Regions from separate parts of the Mus musculus genome. Here regions 1 and 2 are each linked to region 3. A link is a contact called in public HiChIP or PLAC-seq and capture Hi-C data. All regions are on one chromosome and are shown on one strand. The core of a region is the stretch at or near the end of the contact, and the rest is flanking DNA. Distances in the headings are between cores, read along the strand shown.

What was found. HiChIP or PLAC-seq counts read pairs in DNA pulled down with a chosen protein or histone mark. Capture Hi-C pulls out chosen DNA fragments and counts their contacts.
Region 1: a contact with region 3 is called in a capture Hi-C map of embryonic stem cells, with 4 times the contacts expected there. The contact joins the promoter of Sfrp5 here to the promoter of Hps1 in region 3. A contact is called at or near these places in 8 of 39 promoter capture datasets (the 3T3-L1 cell line, 3T3-L1-derived adipocytes, cranial neural crest and 3 more), 7 of 484 Hi-C or Micro-C datasets (the HL-1 cell line, the N1E-115 cell line and embryonic stem cells), 6 of 115 datasets of contacts at active chromatin or transcription factors (embryonic stem cells and large pre-B cells) and 1 of 9 other capture datasets (embryonic stem cells).
Region 2: an H3K27ac HiChIP or PLAC-seq map of embryonic stem cells shows a contact between it and region 3, with 6 times the contacts expected there. The contact joins the promoter of Golga7b here to the promoter of Hps1 in region 3. A contact is called at or near these places in 4 of 39 promoter capture datasets (the 3T3-L1 cell line, embryonic stem cells, hippocampal neurons and 1 more), 5 of 115 datasets of contacts at active chromatin or transcription factors (the NIH/3T3 cell line, embryonic stem cells, large pre-B cells and 1 more) and 1 of 9 other capture datasets (embryonic stem cells).

The regions. Positions count from the first base shown.
Region 1 is chr19:42,200,838-42,204,025 of GRCm38.p6, forward strand. Sfrp5 (secreted frizzled-related sequence protein 5) reads right to left here and starts at 1,415. Exons shown (of 3, transcript NM_018780.3): 1 at 655-1,415. The coding sequence starts at 1,174.
Region 2 is chr19:42,253,749-42,257,002 of GRCm38.p6, forward strand. It overlaps Golga7b (golgi autoantigen, golgin subfamily a, 7B), which reads left to right and starts at 1,991. Exons shown (of 5, transcript NM_027694.2): 1 at 1,991-2,435. The coding sequence starts at 2,424.
Region 3 is chr19:42,778,337-42,781,368 of GRCm38.p6, forward strand. It overlaps Hps1 (HPS1, biogenesis of lysosomal organelles complex 3 subunit 1), which reads right to left and starts at 1,642. Exons shown (of 20, transcript NM_019424.3): 1 at 1,578-1,642; 2 at 218-310. Gm16244 (a long non-coding RNA gene) reads left to right here and starts at 696. Exons shown (of 2, transcript XR_386720.3): 1 at 696-1,007; 2 at 1,104-3,032.

The sequences.
Region 1 (3,188 bases), core at 165-2,664, 580 kb before region 3:
GGCATTCTTGGAGAAAGGAGGAGGGGGTGTGGCCCCCAGATATGGGACAGCTTTGAGGACCTGCACAATGAAAAGGAAGATGAATCAGAAATCAGGTCTAATGGCAGTATAACGAGCCAGTGGGAAGCAGGGCTTGGGAGCTCAAGATGCTGGACTTCACTGCTGGGCAAAGAAGGTTCAGAAAAGTAAAGTACCCAAAAGCCTAGGAATTGGGAGGAGGGGAAGTTAGGGTTACAGGCCTTGAAACGAGGGCCCTCAGGGCTTCCCTAACCACCCGCCTCTTCTCAAAGTTCCCGAGGTCAGGGAAGGAGTAGCGCTTGTCTGGGTGTCGGCAGTTCAGGTCAAAGAAACTGCCTAGCGACCCCAAGCATCCTTGAGATGAGGAAAGGAATACGGCATTTATGAGGGACGTCTCCAAGGCTTCCAGGGATTCCGCAGCTCGGAAAACCGAGCGTGCTGTGAGTTGCACAAGGTACAGGTCAGAGTTGGGAGAGAACTAGTGGGAATACCCAGAGCTTCAAGTTTATAAAGGTTGGAAGGAAAAAGGAGACAGTGCCAGGGCGCTGTGTATAGGGGCTTGGCACCTATCGGGGAGTACAGATGAGGGTTTGGGGAGAGGATCAGTCCGAGGCGCTCTGGGCGCAAAGGCGCTACCTGGAGGCGCGGTGGCAGGCAGGTGCCCGAACTGCACCGCGATGCAGAGGTCGTTGTCCAGGGGGAACTTGTGGCAGTGCAGCATCTCGGGCCAAGGGAAACCGTAGGCCTCCATGAGCGGAGCGCAGCCGGCGCGCACGGCTTCGCACAGCGAGCGGCAGGGGTAGATGGGTCGGTCCAGGCAGACGGGAGCGAAGAGCGAGCAGAGGAAGACCTGGGTGTCTGAGTGGCAGCGCTTGGCCAGCAGTGGCAGCCAGCTGCTTGCCTGCTGCTTCACCTCGGCCAGGCTCTCGTGCTCCAGCAGGTTGGGCAGCCGCATGCGCTTGTAGCCCACCGTGTGACAGAGCGGCAGATCGGCGGGGATGTCGAGGCACTGCGGTGGCTTGGAGTAGGAGCGGCCGTGCAGCGGCTCGGCCTGCCAACCGTAGTAGTCGTACTCCTGGCCGCGTGTTGGCGCCCCATGCAGCGCCCCGAGCAGCAACGCCAGTGCGGCCGTCCGTGCGCTCCAGGCCACCCACATGGCTGGATGTTGCGGCCTGCCCCGACGGCTCGGTGCTCGGCGCCCCGCTGCCCGGCGTGCGCCCCGGCTGGGATGTTCCCTGAAGCCGGCTGCTACTAGGGTCGTCCAAGTAGGTGGCAGTCTCTGCTCCGCTCCGCTGCCGGAGTGATCCAGGCGCCTCCCACCACGGGGCTCCAGCCCAGGCTTCGCCGTTCCCTAGCCAATCTGCAGCCGCTGGTCCCCCTCACCTCCCACCCCCGCCCCGGGTTGGCGGACCTGGGAGGAACCCTGAGTCTTTCCCGCCCGGCTCGGGTCCCTCGGGTCCCGCCTCGCCTCGCGACCCTGACCCGTCAACTATTCTGCTGCCCAGACCTCTCCTTGTGCCTTTTCCTGGGGGCTCAGCATTTTTTTCACCCTTGCCCCCTGCTTCGTCTTTTTATCTCTCTCCACCACAGTCTCTCTCCTGTTCCTTTTCTCACTCACTTCACCTGCTTATCTCTGTGCCTCGGCCTTTCCCTGCTCGGCTCTGGTTTCCCTTCTCCAACACCTCCATCGCTCTTCTCAGATAATGGAGTCTCTTGGCCATCCACGCCCTCCTGGCCAGGCAAGCAGAGCTTCACCCTGAGGTCTTTAAGTATGCCCTGAGGTTCTGTCCAATGCCAGGCACTTGGCAGCCCTCTAGGGATAGCAGATGGCTAAGACAAATCCGTGGCACCCGAGGGGGCAGGGTAAAGGGAATTTTGGCTTCTATTTAATGAATCCCTACTAAGTGCCATGCATAATGTGCATCACTGAACGACCTTATAAACATCTGTTTATGTTTTTTTGTTTTTGTTTTTGAGACAGGGCTTCTCGGTGTAACAGCCCTGGCTGTCCTGGAACTCAATTTGTAGACCAGGCTGGACTCGAACTCACAGAGATTCTCCTGCCTCTGCCTCCCGAGTGCTAAGATTAAAGGCATGCACACCCCGCCCGGCTATCCATGCCCTTTTCTAATGAAAGCTCACACCCAATAGGTGCTAGCTGTGCTTGGAGACTGTCCTAGGCACATTTCATAACCTACCTCATGGAATTTTCACAGTGATGCCCTAAGGAGGGTAGGAACCATTTATTATCACTACTTTACAGATAAAGATGCTGAAGCTGAGGTCAGGTGAGGATTCCAAGTGGCCATTGGATATAGGTAGTGCGGTTCCAGAGTCAGAGCACACATCAACAACCTGAAGGTCTGGATTCTGAGGATTTGGAGACGTGGGGTTAACTGTCCCAGGGTCATGCGCTAAGGAGGGCAGGGTCTGATTCAGGCGGTAGGCTCCAAAGAGCAGAGTCACTATTGTTGGGCAAGATAGAGTCCAGCCTGGGCAGGAAACACTGTGGGTGTAAGGAGAACTGCTTCTGTCCTCCAAGCAGACATCAGAAAGGTGACTTCCAGGATCCCACGCTTAGTGTCTGTCTGGGTTTTGTCTTCCTTGACTTTTCTGTGAGAGGAACTGGAACAGAGGCTTGCGGAAGGAGGCTCTTATTGGTTTCACCAGACCTCTGGCTTCCCTTCCGGGGACGAGCTTCCAAAGGGCCGGGGGTGGGAAAGTGGAGTATATGTGAGGGGGGTAGGGATTGAGGGGGTAGGGACTGGCTCCACTTTGAATAAGGAGCGTTTCTCCCCAATTGTCCTTCCTTCTTCTCTTTGCTCCTCAATATTTCCAGGGCTCTTGGCTTCTAACCGACCTGCTCATGTAGCGGAGAGAGGTGGACCCACACTATAGTATCCACTCCACACATAGAGGACACTTGCCACATGCTGATATATATGAGGTACAAAGGCTTGGTCCTTCATGTAGCTGATGGAGCAGAGGAAGCAGGCAGTCCAGGTTGGGATGGGATGCCTCTGATGTCCTGGTTGACATAGTTGAGTCCACGTATAAGCCAGCTGGGGCCTTTCCTTTATGTGTAGCATCAAGAGTCTCTGCAGATGGGCGAAAGGTTGATCCCCACAGAGAGAAGCAGGGTACAGTAGTAATGGGAAAGGATGCTGTCT
Region 2 (3,254 bases), core at 741-3,240, 520 kb before region 3:
TCTGTCTAAATCCTTCTCATGGGAGACTTTGGGCATCTTATTCTGGGATGCTGAAGGGATGAGTTATTCTGGGATGCTGAAGGGTGACAACAATATGGAGTGGGGCTGGGGAGATGGCTTAGCAGCTAAAGTGATTGCTGTGCAACAGCGAGGAGGGTTCAAATCTCCAAGGTCTATGTAAAAAAGTCAGATATGGCATGCCTGGAACCTAGTGCTCATATGGTGAGATAAGCCAGCTAGCCTGGACTATGCAGAGGCAAACAAAAGACCCTATGGAAGGTATAGATTGACAATGACATTTAAGGTTGTCCTCTGATCACCTGCCCACGGGCTCTGTGGCATCCACACAGTGGCACTCAGAGCATAAATCCACCTCCCCCCACACACACATGAGAGAGAGAGGCAGACAGACAGACAGGAAGACACAAGAGAGATACAGAGAGACAGATAAAGAGACAGATTTTAAAAAATAAAAAATGTAACTCACAGCAATTGTCAGGATTTCAAAATATATGTGCAGTGTAGAACTGTCTGGCACACATTAAGTGATCCATAAATGTTTGGTATTAAAAATAGAAAGTTCTGCTGAAAAAAAAGCTATTAATATGTCTTTGGGGTAACAAACCATCCTAAAATAGTAGGGTTACCATGGAATTTTAAAAGACATGATAATGATATTGTGATTACAGAGAAGAATGTTATTTTGCTTTTTGAGACAAGGTCTCACGTCTCTCCACCCACCTCAGCCTCAGGAGCGCCGAGATTAAAGGTGTGCACCATCACACCTGCCTCAGGAAAATGTTCTTATTCTGAGGGGATGAGTGCTGAAGTATTTAAGGATAAAACTGTGGAATCTATCGCTTTCTGATAATCTAGTGAAATTATATACGTCTCCTTGATCCAGTTTCCGTCAGCAAAGCCAACAAATCAAAATCAAATGTAAAAATACTATTGCTGACTGAGTTAGTTAGACTGTTCTGGCAAATGTCTTTTCCCCAACTTCTCCTGTATGTTTGGAAATTTTAAATGGGAAATTTGGTAGAAGAAGAAAGGACCCTAGCTATAGGCTAATGAAGAAGGGCAACAAGTATATCCTGCAGAAAGAGGACCGTAAACTCAGGGAGTGAGACAGCTAATCAAGGTAGGAAATCGGGAGAAGTCTGACCTGGAGTCAGGTCTTCTGGCTGCCTGTTGTGGCACCTACTCCAGTTTTATGTCATGGCCGACGCTGCTGACCTGTGGGCAGCCAGGCTGTAGAAGAAGTACCCAGCTCCCCTCAGACACAGATCTGGGGTTATTGTGGATGTGTTCAAAGACACCTGTGTTGGGGTTTCCTTTCTGCTTATTAAGTAGATAAACCATTTGATTGGAAGGCCTAATGCCAAATTACCACCTTGGAGAGTGGGCATACCGGTTTGGCATGTGGTTTTTGATTAGTGGTGGTAATTGGGTATTGTGGGAGTGTGTATAAACTCTGGGATGGCTGTAGGGAGACAGAAGTGTAAGGGGTGGGACCTGGACTAGGAGGATCATAAAGAAAGACTGGCTTCCATAAAAGAAAGGGCCCTAGGGAAAACCTGGGGATGAAATGTGCGTATGTGTTTTAAGAAAATGCTCTCTTATATCTGCAGCATTTTCCCCTAGCTAATGGGATTTTACCCATTTAAGGAAGCAGAAAGGAGAAAAGAGGGAAGGGAATGTTCCCATAAGGCTGGGTAGTGCTTGGGGCAGGACGGGAAGGTTAGAGTGAGAATTTGAAGGTGTTTGGAAAGGTAAGAGGCTGGCGGCCTGTGGATGGTGGGGCCTTCCGTATTGCAGGCCGGGTGCCTTGCAGCAGAGCCCATCTTCTTTCTTCAGCTTCTGGAAGTCCCCGGAGGCGGTGGAAGCTAGCGCAACGCTCTAGGCACTCCTGCTGGGGGGGAGGGCAGGCAGGAGAGGCGGGGCGCTGGGCGGGGCGGGACGGGGTGGGGCGGGAGCGGAGCCGGTGGCCGCGGGCGGGGCTCCTCTCCGGCGGGTGCCGGAGTCTGGGGGCCGCGGCTTCCCCCTCCCCGCCCGCCGAGGCGCTGGCCCCTCCTTCCCCCGCCGCCCCCGTGCCCGCCGCTGCTGCCACTGTCAAAGATAAAACCGGGCCATTGCCTGCAGGAACCCTGGCAGCAGGCGATCGGGTGGTGAGGAGCCTCCGGCGCGGCCTCGCCTCCCCGGTCCGGCTCCCGCGTCAGCACCGTGGACAGCACGGACCACCTTTCAGGGACCCTCCGGTCGGCAGGAGCGCGCTTCAGGTTTCGGCGATCTCATCAGTACCGCGGACAGCGCCCAGGCCCTCGCTGGCCTCGGCCAGCCCACCGGCTCTTCCTATCAGCACCGCGGACAGCCCCCCTGAACCAGCCCAGCGACAGCCAAGGACTGGTCAGAACGCCCTGAAGATGGCCACTGAGGTAGGGCCCAACACCTTAACCCGCAGGCAATGCCTCAGGGAATGATTCCCCACTAGGGGCAGACTGGGCACGAGGAGAAGACGGGGGTGGATGGGGGTAGAGGGTGGTTCCCTGGGTTCATGGTGGGAGGTGTGGAGTGGCATGGCATATAAGCAGAGCTTTGCTGAGGGGTCCCTTCACCTTTGACATGTCAATCTTGCCCATGCCACTCTGAGCCCTGGGAATCTACTTGTTACCAATAGCACCAAGTCCCAGCTGGTCTGGGGTTTCCCCTTCTCCTGAACACAGGGTTCTGACTCCCTAGAGGTTTGGAGATCCCTGCACACCTGTGTAAGGGGAGGGAAGGTGGCCTACTGCTGTTGTTGCTATGCGGTGCAGTATCCTGCTTCTAACCCAAATGCTTGTCTAGGGAAGACACACCTTCCCTCACATCCACATTTCCTTAGGAGGAGAACGTGGAAAAAGACATGCTCAGGCCCAGAACCCAAAGGGTTGGTTTTAATGAACCTCCTGCACCAGCCCCCACTTTTGAGAATTTCTTTCCTTCTCCATTTGAGCTGCTGTTCTCAGTGTATCCACATTTGCCTGTGAGGGGGAAGCGACTGTGTGCTTCACAGTGTGTCTATAGACCAAGGGACCTGTTAGCTAAGGACAAAATCTTGGCATAATGTGTAAGAAGTCGGGACTTGTGTCTCTACCCCCAGAGGTTACTCCTCCCCGGGGAGAGCTCTTTACGCATGGTGAAGCTGACATACGGAAGAAAGGATTGGCTCGGTACCCACACAGCATGCCAACAGCAGAGCTGAAAGTTTCTTTGAA
Region 3 (3,032 bases), core at 392-2,891:
CATGCCTGCCATCACCCAGTCCTTCTGGGGTTCCTGTCTTTGGTTCCCCCAATGAAGTAGTGACATGGGGGGTGGGGGCAGGGCTGGAGAGGGGGAGGGGGAAGAAATGTACAAAGAGGTGCATGTGGCAGTTCAGTTCGCTCCTCTCATTCTGCTCTTCAAGTGGGTGCTGCCCACCTCTCCACCCTCCATCCTCCAGGAGAGGAGCATGGTTTACCTTGGCAAAGCACACAGCAGGGCTTCTGAGGAGCTAGATACTCTGACCAGGTCAGCAGACAACAGCAGCACAGCATCCTTGGGCCTGCAAATGCTTAAGGCAGAAAAGGCATGAAGGCATTCAGAGGGTCTGGTTTCCACTGCCGCCTGTTCCTGAGAGTGGACAACCTGGACACGGGCTGAGAAGTCACAGGTTCCCCCATTTTAAGGACCACAAGCTAGAAGGTGTCCTTTATGTGGAGCAAGCGTTGATGACACATTAGCTCCTACCTCCTCTGCAACTGGACAGTTTATATTTGGGTCACTCATTCACACACAGGTGGGGTCAGCAATCCCACCCTGAGCAGCCCCAGGGAGCGGTGAGCAGGGATGGGTTACTACACAACCCATCGCAAGCTGGCAGGAGGTCCCAGTGAAAAGCTGCATTCGGGTTTGGTTCTGGTTGGGCTTTCCTAAGGTCCCATTCAACTCAGAGATTCAAACTCCTCTTGGGAGGCCAGGGAACAGAGCGCTGTTGCACCTTCCTACCGGGTTACGGGGTTCCTACCAGCCAGGTCGCAACCTCAGCCCAGTAGGCTCATCTTAAGGACAAGAACGGTGGGTAGGTGTTATTCTTATTTCCCGGCTTCAAATAACAAGAGAAATAAGCTGCCTCTGGAATCCTCCCATTTTGATAACAGGCAAGAAGAATCTAAGGCGGAGGAGGAAGGTTTGATCCTGGGGATTTTGAAAGCAATGAAACTCTGAGCCTGGCTGCACCATTCTCGGGCTTGCCTTGATGGTAACTTCCGGTAAGCACCCGCATACTTTTCGGTGGGTATCTGGTTTTACGGTTGCGGCTAACCTCATTTTCTGATCTTTGTTCTCTTTATATTTTGCTCTAAAAGGAGGAAACTTTGAAGAGAAGGGCGATTCTGAGAAAAATCCCCTGCACCCACTTTTACCACCCGGGTCACAGTTCTCTCATTGTCCCTAGCAAACTGTCCCCGTGGCCTCTGTCCCGCCTAACACAGCTCAGTTGGGGGGTGGGTGCGAGGGGTGGGGACTATAGCCTGTGATGCTCCAGCAGGAGCAGCTGGCCTAGGAGGGAGTCTCTCCCTGCGCCGCTTAGCACCGCCTCACTGCGTGGCTCCGCCCAATAGCTGCTTAGCACTCTTTCAACGACACCCAGAAATTCTGACGTACCCTCCCCCTCTCCTCCCGGGGACGAAGGCCTGGCTTGTGACGCCCGCTCCAAAAGGCATGAGACTGATGCGGGTTTCCCCGGGTGCCCGGGCCTCTCCAAACTGGGAGAGCTTGCCGGAGGTGCCCACCGAGGGGCGACCCAGGACTGCGCTTGGTCACCCACGATGCCCACGTACCGGATCCGCGGCTCGCACCGCCCAGCGTGTAGCCAGCCTGCGGCGCGCTTCCGGGTAGGACACGTGACTCAGCCACATGACCGGGGCCTGCTTTGTGGGTTCGAGCCCCGCCCCGTCAGGCATTGCTCACCCTTCAGGCTACTGTGCTTGCTGGTCACCCGCCGCTAGGGAGCCGTGCCACGTTCACCCTGGCATAAGTAGGTATCTCACTGCCTTTAGAGGCACCAGCTGAGCCGGTGACATTTCTAGAGTCTCTTTTGCTTGATTTAGCTAAAGGGATTCCCCACAGATTTACAGAAGGGGCAACTGAGAACCCCGAGGGAACCCCCTTGCTGAAGAAGGAACAAATGGAACCAGAACCCAGGTTTCCTTGCACCTTCACCTGGCCCTTCCCAGCCTTTCGTTTTCTTGCCGAATCTAGTTGTAGGTGAAAGGTACCCTTTTTGTGGGTGCTTTCCCTTACTTACCTCCAGGGGGCGGAACCCGTGTGTCTTAGTCAGGGTTTCTATTCCTGCACAAACATCATGACCAAGAAGCAGTTTGGGGAGGAAAGGGTTTATTCGGCTTACACTTCCATACTGTTGTTCATCACCAAAGGAAGTCAGGACTGGAACTCGAGCAGGTCAGGAAGCAGGAGCTGATGCAGAAGCCATGGAGGGATGTTCTTTACTGGCTTGCTCAGCCTGCTCTCTTATAGAACCCAAGACCACCAGCCCAGAGATGGTCCCACCCACAAGGGGCTTTTCCCCCTTGATCACTAATTGAGGAAATGCCTTACAGCTGGATCTCATGGAGGCATTTCCTCAACTGAAGCTCCTTTCTCTGTGATAACCCCAGCTGTGTCGAGTTGACACAAAACCAGCCAGTACACCATGCAGAAGAGCCCAGCTACCTTTGGGCTCCTTGATTTACAAAGGTTCCCAGTCTGACTGAGGGCTGCATACACATTAGGGCTTTTGTCTTGAACCTGCGAGTGATTGCATACTATCAAGATTTTTATGTGTATTTGGAGGGGCAGAAAGAGTGAAGAAGGCCAATGGAGTCCACAGAAGAGGTTGGGCGCCTACCACAGGTCCTCATTGGGTACCTTGGTGCTTCTGAGAAACTTTGTGTACGACCCAGCATGAGCACTCCGCACCCACTAGGCAGAGGCCAAGAGCCAGTGCTGCGGCCACTCTAGCTACCTAAGGTACAATTAAACAACATCGCAAACGCCTGCGCCTGCGCCTTCGCCACCACCCTGCTCAGCCAGGCTCCACAGTACAGCCACAAGCATCAGTCTCCTGGAGTCCTGAATCTGCCGACACTATCCTGACTTCGGTCGGTCATTTCCCCCTTGTTTCAAACAGTTTGTAAGCCTGAATAACTGTTACCCGTGAACAATTTATAACTAATCTAGTCCATGTTACCTGATGCTAGTGACTTGTGTCTTGCAGATGACTAAAGAATGGCGCC